Regions from separate parts of the Mus musculus genome. Here region 2 is linked to region 1. Evidence: chromatin contacts called from public promoter capture Hi-C data. All regions are on one chromosome and are shown on one strand. The core of a region is the stretch at or near the end of the contact, and the rest is flanking DNA. Distances in the headings are between cores, read along the strand shown.

What was found. Promoter capture Hi-C pulls out the DNA fragments that hold promoters and counts their contacts.
Region 2: a contact with region 1 is called in a promoter capture Hi-C map of the HPC-7 cell line, with 2.3 times the contacts expected there. The contact joins the promoter of Desi2 here to the promoter of Akt3 in region 1. A contact is called at or near these places in 3 of 39 promoter capture datasets (the 3T3-L1 cell line, the HPC-7 cell line and pre-B cells) and 1 of 115 datasets of contacts at active chromatin or transcription factors (microglia).

The regions. Positions count from the first base shown.
Region 1 is chr1:177,246,601-177,251,951 of GRCm38.p6, forward strand. It overlaps Akt3 (thymoma viral proto-oncogene 3), which reads right to left and starts at 2,167. Exons shown (of 13, transcript NM_011785.4): 1 at 2,076-2,167. The coding sequence starts at 2,121.
Region 2 is chr1:178,184,634-178,189,984 of GRCm38.p6, forward strand. Desi2 (desumoylating isopeptidase 2) reads left to right here and starts at 2,784. Exons shown (of 5, transcript NM_024282.3): 1 at 2,784-3,324. The coding sequence starts at 3,283.

The sequences.
Region 1 (5,351 bases), core at 917-3,416:
CCAGCTGAAGAGGTAAAGTACAGAAGGGTCTTTACATTTCATTTCATACATTTGAGTACTACTCACAATATGTTCAGATGGCTATTATTTTTCAATAAGCACGAACATGAATGCAGAAAGGCAGATACACGTTGGGGGAGGACCTCTGAACAACAAAATTTCTTATGTACCATTTTCTTTGTTTTCTATTATATATCTTATGAGCTAAACACTAAGCTTTCATCATGGTACTTCAGAAAAGATGTAATTTTACAGAATTAAGAACCACCCTAAGACCTTAGACAGACATGAGTATACAGAAAGGCAGATTCATTATTTCACTTGAGTCTTACAATGATCTTAGGATCAAATTTTAGGAAATAATAAAGGAAATTTTTAGAGGTTTAAGTGACTTGCCATTTCCTCTCCTTTGCTCCCCTCTAAAAAGGTGAAAGAATATAAACTAGTTAAGAAAGAAAACAAAAAACACAACACTAAAATCTGAAAATACTTTCCAAATACATGAGAGAATAAAGCAAAGGACAAATATAATGACACAAATGGTCAGTCACTTTGGAAAATAAATTGGCAGTTTTATAAATTTAAACAGGCACTTACCATATAACCTGCAATCTTATCCTAGGTTATTACCAATACAAATGGAAACATCATGTACTCAATGTTCATAAAAACTTTATTCACAATATCCAGAGACAAACCAAATTTCTACCAAGTATTAAAAAGACAAAGCCAGGAGTGGTAAAACATGCCTATAACCCCAGTTCTCAAGAGACCTAGACAGGAGAATCATCAAGTTGAATAACTACCTGAGCTACATAGTAAGTCTAACTGCAACTTGGGTATAAAGTGAGATTCTGTTTCAAAAAGAAAATTAGTTAAAAATAAACAAATAAATGAAGAATAGTATTTCCTGAAGTAGTTCTTCTTTTCACATAAACGACATGGATAAAGCAGTGAAGTGTGAGTAGGAAAGAAACTAGACACAAAAGACCATGGGTTTTATGAGTCCACTGAACTGAAATCTTTGAAAATCATAATTATAGTAAGAGACAACACATCAGGTGATTGCCAAAGTTGAAAGAGAAGCAGTGAACTAAAAGCAACATGGAAAGAACTTTTTAGAGTGATAGAAATGTTCTATTTTAGGCCTGTAGTGTTTGTTACATCACCACAAATGTACACCATAAAAAGGCACAACCCATTAAAAGGGTTTTTTGGAATATTTATTGTATGTAAATTATAACTTGATAAGGCCTATTTTAAAATTCCATTTAAAAACTGACAACAGCTCTTTAGCCTAAGCATTAACCAAAGATTTTCAAAGAAATGAAAGTCAGTGGTTAGAGGTAACTTTCAACTCTCAAATAGGGCCAAAAGGATTCCTCAGTCTACTGAATCTGGCCATGTACGTAGACAGGTATAATTGCTGAGCAACTAGCCTAAAGTCCAGATCTCTAATAAACATATAGATTAAGTAAGGAGGTGATCACTCACATTATAAACTAAATTTTATAGCAGTTATTTAATAATAAAAATAATGCCTTTATCAAAAAAGAGTGGACAGGAAATATACAGTAAAAGTAGATCATGTAAACAAAAAATATAAAATTAAACAAAAAAAATCACTGTCCACATTTGAATTTTTATATAAGAGCTTTAATTTACCTAATTTATGGGTCTGTTTAGTCTAACAGTTTAAATGTAAGCCCTCGCCTTACTATATTAATTCTTTATGCTACCATACAAATTTACACAGAGCCATATTTTTATCTAAATATCAATATATCATTTATAGACACAAGAGTTCATTTCTATGTTAAATTCTGTAAAGTCTGTTGAATCTGAAGACATTATAGAAAAATACATTACTAACATGCATGCATGCAAAAATCTAACGTCATAATTATAAACTACAAAAAAAAAAGAATTAGAAGGAAATCCCTAAATAAGCAGACTCCTAACATACATGGTAAAGTTTCTTTCAGCCCTATCAGACAGCACTTCCCACTTGATTCAACAGCGCCAGAGGAAAGACCAACTCTCAGCACCCACTCACAGCTCAGCACTTAACTTACCCCTCTTCTGAACCCAACCTTCTTTCACAATGGTAACATCGCTCATGATGGCTCCCCTCTGAGCCCCCCAACTTGGAGAAATGGTGCTTTGCAGGTCAGTTTTAGGGTTTGGATTCGCTGCTGCTGCTGCTGCTGCTGCTGCTGCTGCTGCTGCTGCTGCTGCTGCTGCTGCTGCCGCCCTTCCCACTCTCTAGTGATGACTCAGCCTGGAAGGAAGTATTGAAGAAAGAATTTCTTTTTTTTTTTTCCATTCTTGAACTCACATAGCAATAACAAACAACTAAGTCTTTGTAAATGTCTTCAATTGGCCTGACCGCACATAAAGTCTAGCTTCTCAAACATGGGGGGATTAATAAATGGTTCTATGAATACACTGCTCTGGTCTTGTGGCAGATGTTAAATGATAGTGAAATATTTAACTTAAGAGACTGAAATTAAATGTCCTAACAAAATAACTGTCAGATCTACAAATATACAGAAAGCACATTTTGTACTGTGTATTTGGGATGAAGGGGAGAAAGAATGAAAGTTGAGTGGCCCACATCCCTTTAATTTCAAAAATCATTATAGTTTTAATTGCTTTATTTTATGTAAAATACAATGTTGCAAGAAACTAACATTCATATAATCTGCCTTGTTCTAAAAATATTTTAGGTAAATTACATTAAGTATACAACATTATTTCCTTGGGTAGATACAAAAAGTAGAACAAAGGAAATATAAAAGTAGAAAAGACATGCCAAAATTGTTCATCTGTCATTCTCTGATAATCTTTACAACTCTGTTAGGACACTCGGCCTTCATTTCACAGAACTGTGAGCCTGGGGCTCAAAGAGAATAACTAATTGCTAGATTTCAAGGTAGTAAGCTGTAGAGCCAAAATCTGAATTTGGAGTACCTCACTCCTAAATTGGCACTCTTCATTTCAAAACTCTACTTGTGAAAGTCAAAAATTTGGAATGAAATGTTTTAGGAAAACTGCTAATTCAAAACCATGATAGGTTTCAGTATTAATGTCTGTAATACAAAAAAGACGAGAGCTGCTGAGAAGAAAACAGTGTTTCCTAAGATATTAACCAGAAGTTTATCCCCTAGGTCTTTACATGATAACTTAGTAAAAGGTTTCTTCAAGGCATCCTTACATAGAGCAATAAGCTTAATGAACTGCACTATTATTGTCCCTACCAATCTAAGAGGGGAAATGTTGCCACAGAACTTTGTGAAAGTGCTTCCACATTTGCAAAAATATGGGCCAGATAACCAGTCTTAAGTGACACACAACATAAACTTTAAGTAAACAGAAAAAAAAAATAGGTACATAGACTAATTGTACTATTCTATGAAGTCGGACCTTCATAAATATGTATAGAATTAAATTCAAGGTTGAATTCCCAGATAGTACTTAACTAGATTACAATTCCTCTTCCAATACAAATTATGTGCAAATTCTACCCGTTCATCAATCAGTGACCAAAAATAGACATCCTCTATACAACCTGACAAAGGCTCCACAGAAGACCACCCTCTCATGGGCTCTGCACATATGTCATGCACAATACATAAAGACAGGGACAGGACTACTCAAAATCATAATTATGGGGATGTGTTGCTGCAGAATAAAGAAGGATACTGTAATCTGGGTCTCTTTCCCAAAATTATGATTGTTCGATAGAGTGTTGAACTAAAAGAAACTAGATAAAGTAAGTCCTTTGTTAAAGTTGTTTGGGAAATGTTTACAATTTTGTCCCCATGAAATATCTCTACTAACATTAAATATTCTAAAATAAGAGATAATTTACCAATAATTCCCACACTGAGTACTGACAGAGGAAGCAGTCATATTATTTAAAGTAATACCCAGTTCACATTAAAAACAATACAAACAGGAAAAAAAATAAAAGCTCTAGAGTATAGCATCAAAATATTTTATTTTGATTGACATCATATCGTGAAAAACCCAACTGACTACATATTATAGAGCTAGAAAAAAAATCGCTAGGAAAAAAGTTTGAAAGAAAGTGCTAACTCCATATAATGCATAAGGAATTGTAAGTTAAATACTAGAAAAGACTAGTGCAAATGCTGCCATCATAGCTGCACTGAGTTGTTGTCAGTTCTACTTTCACAAATGAGCTCCATCTCTAGTAAGATCGATCAACTGTTCACACTCATGTTCTCTCTCCCCCTTCTCTCTCTCTTTCTCCCTCCCTCCCTCTCTCTCAAGTATATAAGCTGAAGGAAAGAGAACCTGTATCATTCTTAGGAGTAAAGGTAGAATAAATAGATATAGCCAATCAATACTTCCAATTAAAATAAACTATATTGGAATATCCTTATGAAGAACACTAAGAGAATATAAGTCTTCCTGAAATTGAACCAGATCGATCCAAATCAATGAATCTTATAATAGACTTTTTCTGAAAACTAGATTCTGGGAAGGAGGGAGGGAAGAAGGGAGAGAGAGAGACAGACACACACACAGAAAGAGAGAGAGAGAAAGAGAGAGAGAGATCAATGCTTATATTAGGATTATATTTTTAAAATGTACACTAAGTTAAAACAAACTTTATCAAGGTCACTGACCCTAACTAAGTATTAGAGGTCGTCTTATTCCACTGTACCTTAAACAGTTCCTAAATTCTATCCATAATCACAATATGCAACTTTTAAAATTATTCCTGTGTCTAATGGCGAAAACGGTACCATCTTGAAACAAAACTTTAAAATGTAATTATTGGATTAGCAGTATGTTGTCTTTTCTATGTAAAAGCAATGCTATTGGCTCCTACACAGTACACATACTGATTTCTCCTGTTCCAGTCACCTACATTCTCCAGTCTCCAACAGTTATAAACAATAGTTTACAAGATGCGCCATGTTGTCACCTGTTTCTAATGGTAAAGCAAGCTTCACCCTCCTTCCATAGTAGCTTCTGTAGAAATATGATCTCCAGTTAACATAAAATATGGTTTATTTTTAAGTCAACTGCATTTAATATTTCAATGCTAGATAATCTAATTTTTATCATTCCTTTTTATAAAAAAGTTACGCACAAAATTCATAGTAGATTCAATAGTAAAGAATTTTCACTCATGATACACTATTACAGAATTTGATGATTATAACTTCATTTGAATATCATTTTATAATGTACAAAACACTCCCCATATTTAATTCCATTGTATCACAACATAAATTATTAAAGCAACTTGACTATGTCTGGCACTTATTCAACAAATAGAGAATTAGTGAATAAGTAGATGAATGAACAAAGAT
Region 2 (5,351 bases), core at 1,534-4,033, 940 kb after region 1:
ATCTCACCAGCCCCAGATCCATTTTTGACATTTGATGACATAAGTGGTGCTTTTGGCCATAAGGCCTTTCTGTAAGGCTATGGAAAATAGGGCTGGCGAGATGGCTCAGCGGATATGAGCACTGACCAAAGGTCCTGAGTTCAAATCCCAGTAACCACATTGCAACCACAAGGTGGCTCACAAACACCTGTAATGATATCTGATGCTCTCTTCTGGTGCATCTGAAGTCAGCTGCAGTGTACTTATGTATAGTAATAAATAAATCTTTGGGTAGAAGGAAGCAGAGCCTGAGCTAGCAGGGCTGACACAAGTGAGCAGAGGTCCTAAAACTCAATTCCCAACAACCACATGAAAGATCACAACCATCTGTACAGCTACAGTGTACTCACATACATAAAAAATAAATCTTTTAAAAAAAGTAACCAAGCCAGGTGGTGGTGGCATACGCCTTTAATCCCAGCACTTGGGAGGCAGAGGCAGGCAGATTTCTGAGTTCAAGGCCAGCCTGGTCTCCAAAGTGAGTTCCAGGACAGCCAGGGCTATACAGAGAAACCCTGTCTCAAAAAACAAAACAAAACAAAACAAAAATAGTAACCAATAGACTTGGCAATAGTGTAATGTTAGAGTAATGTTAAATAATGTTATGATGCTTTTACAATAGTACATTTCCATATGGTTTTTCCAAAGGCTATTCATGTTAGTTGTCCTCCCCATATTGCCTTCTTTAGCCTGACCTCCCACCTCCTCCCCCTTTTAATATTTCTTTCCAGCTGCATTTTTTCAATATTTCCTAGTGCTTCAACCCTTAATTTCACATAGCCTATAGTCATCTGCAAAAGAAGTTCCAATTAACGGATTACCTTTATCAAATTAGCCTGTGGGTATTGTCTTAACTAATTGATATAAGAGGGCCCAGTATACCCTGGGTGTTACATCCCCTGGAGAGGTTGTCTTGAGTTTCTTAAAAAAGCTAGCCAAGCATAAACCAGTGATTGAGCCAGCAGGCACTGCTCCTCCAAGGTGCTTGCTTTAAGTTCCTGCCCTGTCCTGACTTCCTTCTGTGATAGACTGTGACCCCTAAACCTGTTCTGCCCTAAGCTGCTTTCTGTCAGAGCAGGTGTTATCACAGCAACAGAAAGACTGCCCAACAAGTCTCTAGGCTTTAAGTTCTACTGAAATGTTTATTTTAGTCAGATTAATGGTTGTGACTCCATTTCATTTATGCAAATGCCTACTCAACATCTCATGAGACTCTAAAAGGCACTGAAAATATAACATGACCTAACAGTAATTTCATTTCCCTTTCTAACCTGCTTCTCCCTCAAATGTTTGATATATTATGAATAACATACTATCTACCCAAATTTGTCAAACATCCAGGACCTATTTTTGAGACTACCCCTAACTCCCCCAACAAATTTAATGTCCACACTTTTTAATATAAGGCTGGTCACTAGACTCCCAAGATGAGGAAGAAACCAAGCCACAAATCCAAAGTGCCTTTTAAATCTCTTGCATTATATCTGTTAATAACCCATTGACCAAATCAAGCCAAAGCTTGCTAAAGACAGTAGAGAGAGGCATCAAAGGTCATATATAATTTGAGAAGCCACTTTTACAATTTACCACGTTAATGGTCATGTTTCTATTTCCCTTGCCTCATTAAAATTTCACACAGAAACTCAAGCAATTTTTAATTTTTTAAAGTTATTTATTTATCTGAGTACATCATATCTGTCTTCAGACATATCAGAGGAGGGCATCTGATCCCAAATATAGATGGTTGTAAGCCACCATGTGTTTGCTGGAAATTGAACTCAGGACCTCTGGAAGAGCAGCCAGTACTCTTAAGCATTGAGCTTTCTCTCTAGCTCTCAAGCAATCTTTTAAGAGACTTATGTACATATTCATGTCGTTCCTTGGCTCAAACCCTACCAACTCTTCATTTAAAATCCAACCTCAGAGTTTGGAGAGATGGCTTGCCCACTAAAAGTACTTGTTGCTCTGCAGAGGATCTCAGTTTGGTTCCCAACACTCAGGTCAAGCAACTTACAGCAGCCTATAACTTCGGTTGCAGAGCATCCCTGCCCTCTGTCCTCTTTGGTCACCTGCACCCCTTGCTGTCTTTGTCTCTGTCTTCTGTCTTTCTCAGTCTCTTTCACTCTTTCACACACAGAGACACACAAACACACACACAATTGATAAATCTAAAATGTAAAATAGATATTCAATCTCAGCTAACTGAAAACTCAGGATGTCTTCTGACCAGTTAACTGCCTGTCCACAGATCACCTCTTTGCTCATTATATTCTAGCCACAGAGAACTTTTATTTTGTTCCTTAAGTACAAAAAACATGTCTTATGTCTATGTACTTTTGTCTCCTCTAATTGGAATTCTTGGCTCTCTTATATTTGACTAGCTTTCTGTCATTCACGAAATGTGAATTCCGTTTTGAGGGTTAAAGGAGACTTTCTTACATCCTACTTTTACAAGGGTAACCTTCCTCCCTTTATTGCCTCACTTCTATATTTTCAAAAATTAAAAAAAAAGCAGAAGGGCTTTGGAAAACTTAGTCATCACTTCTTCACATTGCGTTGGATTCACATCTCACGCTACAAACACCAGAAACAGCACTGAAAACTAAAAGGCAAATGGAGTCTCTGCTCGCCAAGGACGAACAGCGAAGGTTCCCCTGACAAACTCTTCGCAGGACTTTCTGGGAACTGTAGTCTCCCAGGGAGACGTGAGTGCCTACAATATCCTGGTGAATGCTGGGATATGTAGTCAGACTGCTTACACGCCCAATAGGAATCGCGGGTTCTCCCTCTGCTTTCTGGGAACGGTAGTCTTTCTGCGACCTCGAGCCACCAGGGTGAAGAGGCATCCGGCCTGTCGCCATTTTAGGTCTCCAGCTGCAGAGCCTGAGAGCCTCAACGCGCAGGCGGGCTCATCCCTGGATCCTGGCCGGCCCCGCCTCCAGGGTGCCTAAAGCCCGCCCCTCGCCCAGGCCCCGCCTTCCCCCACGTGTCTGCGGCCGAGGGGAGGCGCCTGAGCTGGAGCTGCCTCTCCACCTGTCTGGCCGGGTCCTCGTACAGGTTTCTGACAGCGTCTCCCGGGAGCGGTCCCGGCTGCCGGATGCTTCCGCCCCGGCTGCGGTGGGCCGGGCTGGACGCTTAGTGCCCGGCTCGAGCCCTGCCTGAGGCGCCCGCGGGGGTGGCAGCGGCCTCCGCCCCGCGGAGACCGAGCGGCTGGAGGACGAGGCGGCGGCCGTGGGGAGAAGGATGGGGGCTAACCAGTTAGTGGTGCTCAACGTCTACGACATGGTGAGTGCGTCCCCTGGCGGCCCGCGCTGGCCGGCCCTGTCAGGGGTCGGGACCCCGGCCCGGTGCTTCCTGCCTCGCGCCTCCGCCTCCAGCTTAGTTCTCAGGGGTGGGGGGAGGGGACAGTCGCGCTGTCTTCTAATCCCGAGACTGGCCCGCGCGCCTCCTGGAGGTGTCCCAGTCAGTCCGAAAGAGGGCTTGGGCTCGAGCCTCGTCCCAGCCCTCAGCTCCCCTGGCTGTGGGCCCGACCCCTGGGCGGATGAGCCGTGTCCTATCCGCGAAGCTTCGGTCGCAGGGCGACCTCCCTCCCAACTGCCACCTGGCCTCTAAGCTGCTCAGCTCCCCTCTGCCCTGCTCCTGCTGGCCCTTGTCTGTCTCCAAATGCTCGAGGCTTCCGACAACTCTCAAGCCCTTCAAGTCTAGAAAGTCACAGCTTCGATGCGGATGCTAGCGTCTCCCCAGAGGTGAACCGGAGCCAATACACCCTCACCTCCAAGGCATCCTCATAAAAATGAAAGAAGCGAAAATTTATGTAGAAAATAGCGCCATTGAATTATTTAGCGATCACAGAGGTGATCCTAGAATCCGAAGGCCACTTTCCAGGTGATGCAACAGGTGGATGACGTGACCGCTAGAGAGGGAAAGACAGCCTTGTTTATTATGTCATCTAACTTTGAAGAACTGAAAACATTCAGGCTAGGGTTCAAAGGCTGGATCCCCTCAGGTTCCAAGTGCAATAATACCCCTAGAAGAAGCACCTGGTAGAGAATGATCGCCGCAGGGAGGCTACGTTTGGGTGTGTTCACTCTCCTTTGGTTACTTAATTTTTGTTTTGTAAAGGATAGCCTTCCCCTGAAAAGCCTGAAATTTCTTGGCTATGCATTGACACATGAAATTTCTCCAGCATTATTTCTGTTGGCTTAAAAGTACTTAGAAGAAATTCAACAGTAAGAAGTCTTGGCTCTTAATTACAGCTCTAAGCTCTTTCTTCTTTGTATTGTTTATAAATTTTTAAATGAACAGGGAGCTATTGATAGAAAAGGATTCCTCATGCTATATCTAGAAGTTAACGTTGACAGGGCATGGTCTGCTGGTAACTAGAAGCGAGGTTTCTCTTCTAGTAGGTTCCAGTGTAAGTCTGGAGATGAGAGGTAGAGTAACAGACTAGGAAAAGTTAATCATGAAGGGAAAAGTTGGATAACTGGAGCAGGAGATTCGAGAAGAGCATGCGTATTGTATGACTAACAGCCTACTCTACTGGTTAATAAATTATTCTCTGGATTTAAACTTTTTGTGTTCCATGGGAATCTTTTCTTAATTAATTTTGCCCCCTGTTGTTGTTTAGTTGTTGTTTTGAGGCAGAGTTTGTGTAGTTCTGGCTATCTTGGAACTATCTTTGTAGAACAGGCTGGCCTCAAACTCTCAGAGACCCTCTGCCCCTCTGCCCCTCTGCCCCTCTGCCCCTCTGCCCCTCTGCCCCTCTGCCCCTCTGCAGGGATTGAAGGTCTACACCACCATTGTCAGCTTTAATATTGCCCTTTTAGTATTTCACTGCCTCTTGCCTATCAGACTTTGGATTTTTTTAAACTGGTGAAGACTCTTATAAACTATTCCTCAGGATATGTTTTACTCTGGAGAATATATATTGAAATATCTATATTTTTTAAAGATTTATGTGTATGAGTACACTCTAGCTGTCTTCAGACACATCAGAAGAGCACGTCAGATCACATTGTACATGATTGTGAGCCACCATGTGGTTGCTGGGAATTGAACCCAGGACCTTTGGAAGAGCAGTCAGTGCTTTTAACCACTGAGACATCTCTCCAGCCCCATCGTCTATATTTTTAATCAGTTGGAATTATGTAGTGACCAGTGGCTATAGTTTCATAACCCAAAGAAATCTGTCAAATAGAGTTTTGCTTTTTAGATTAAATTGAATATGCATTACATGGCATATAGTGTTTTCCTGTTCTATGAATCAGGAAAATCGTTACTGATTGTGAAGTTGTAAGGGCTAGGGATGATAT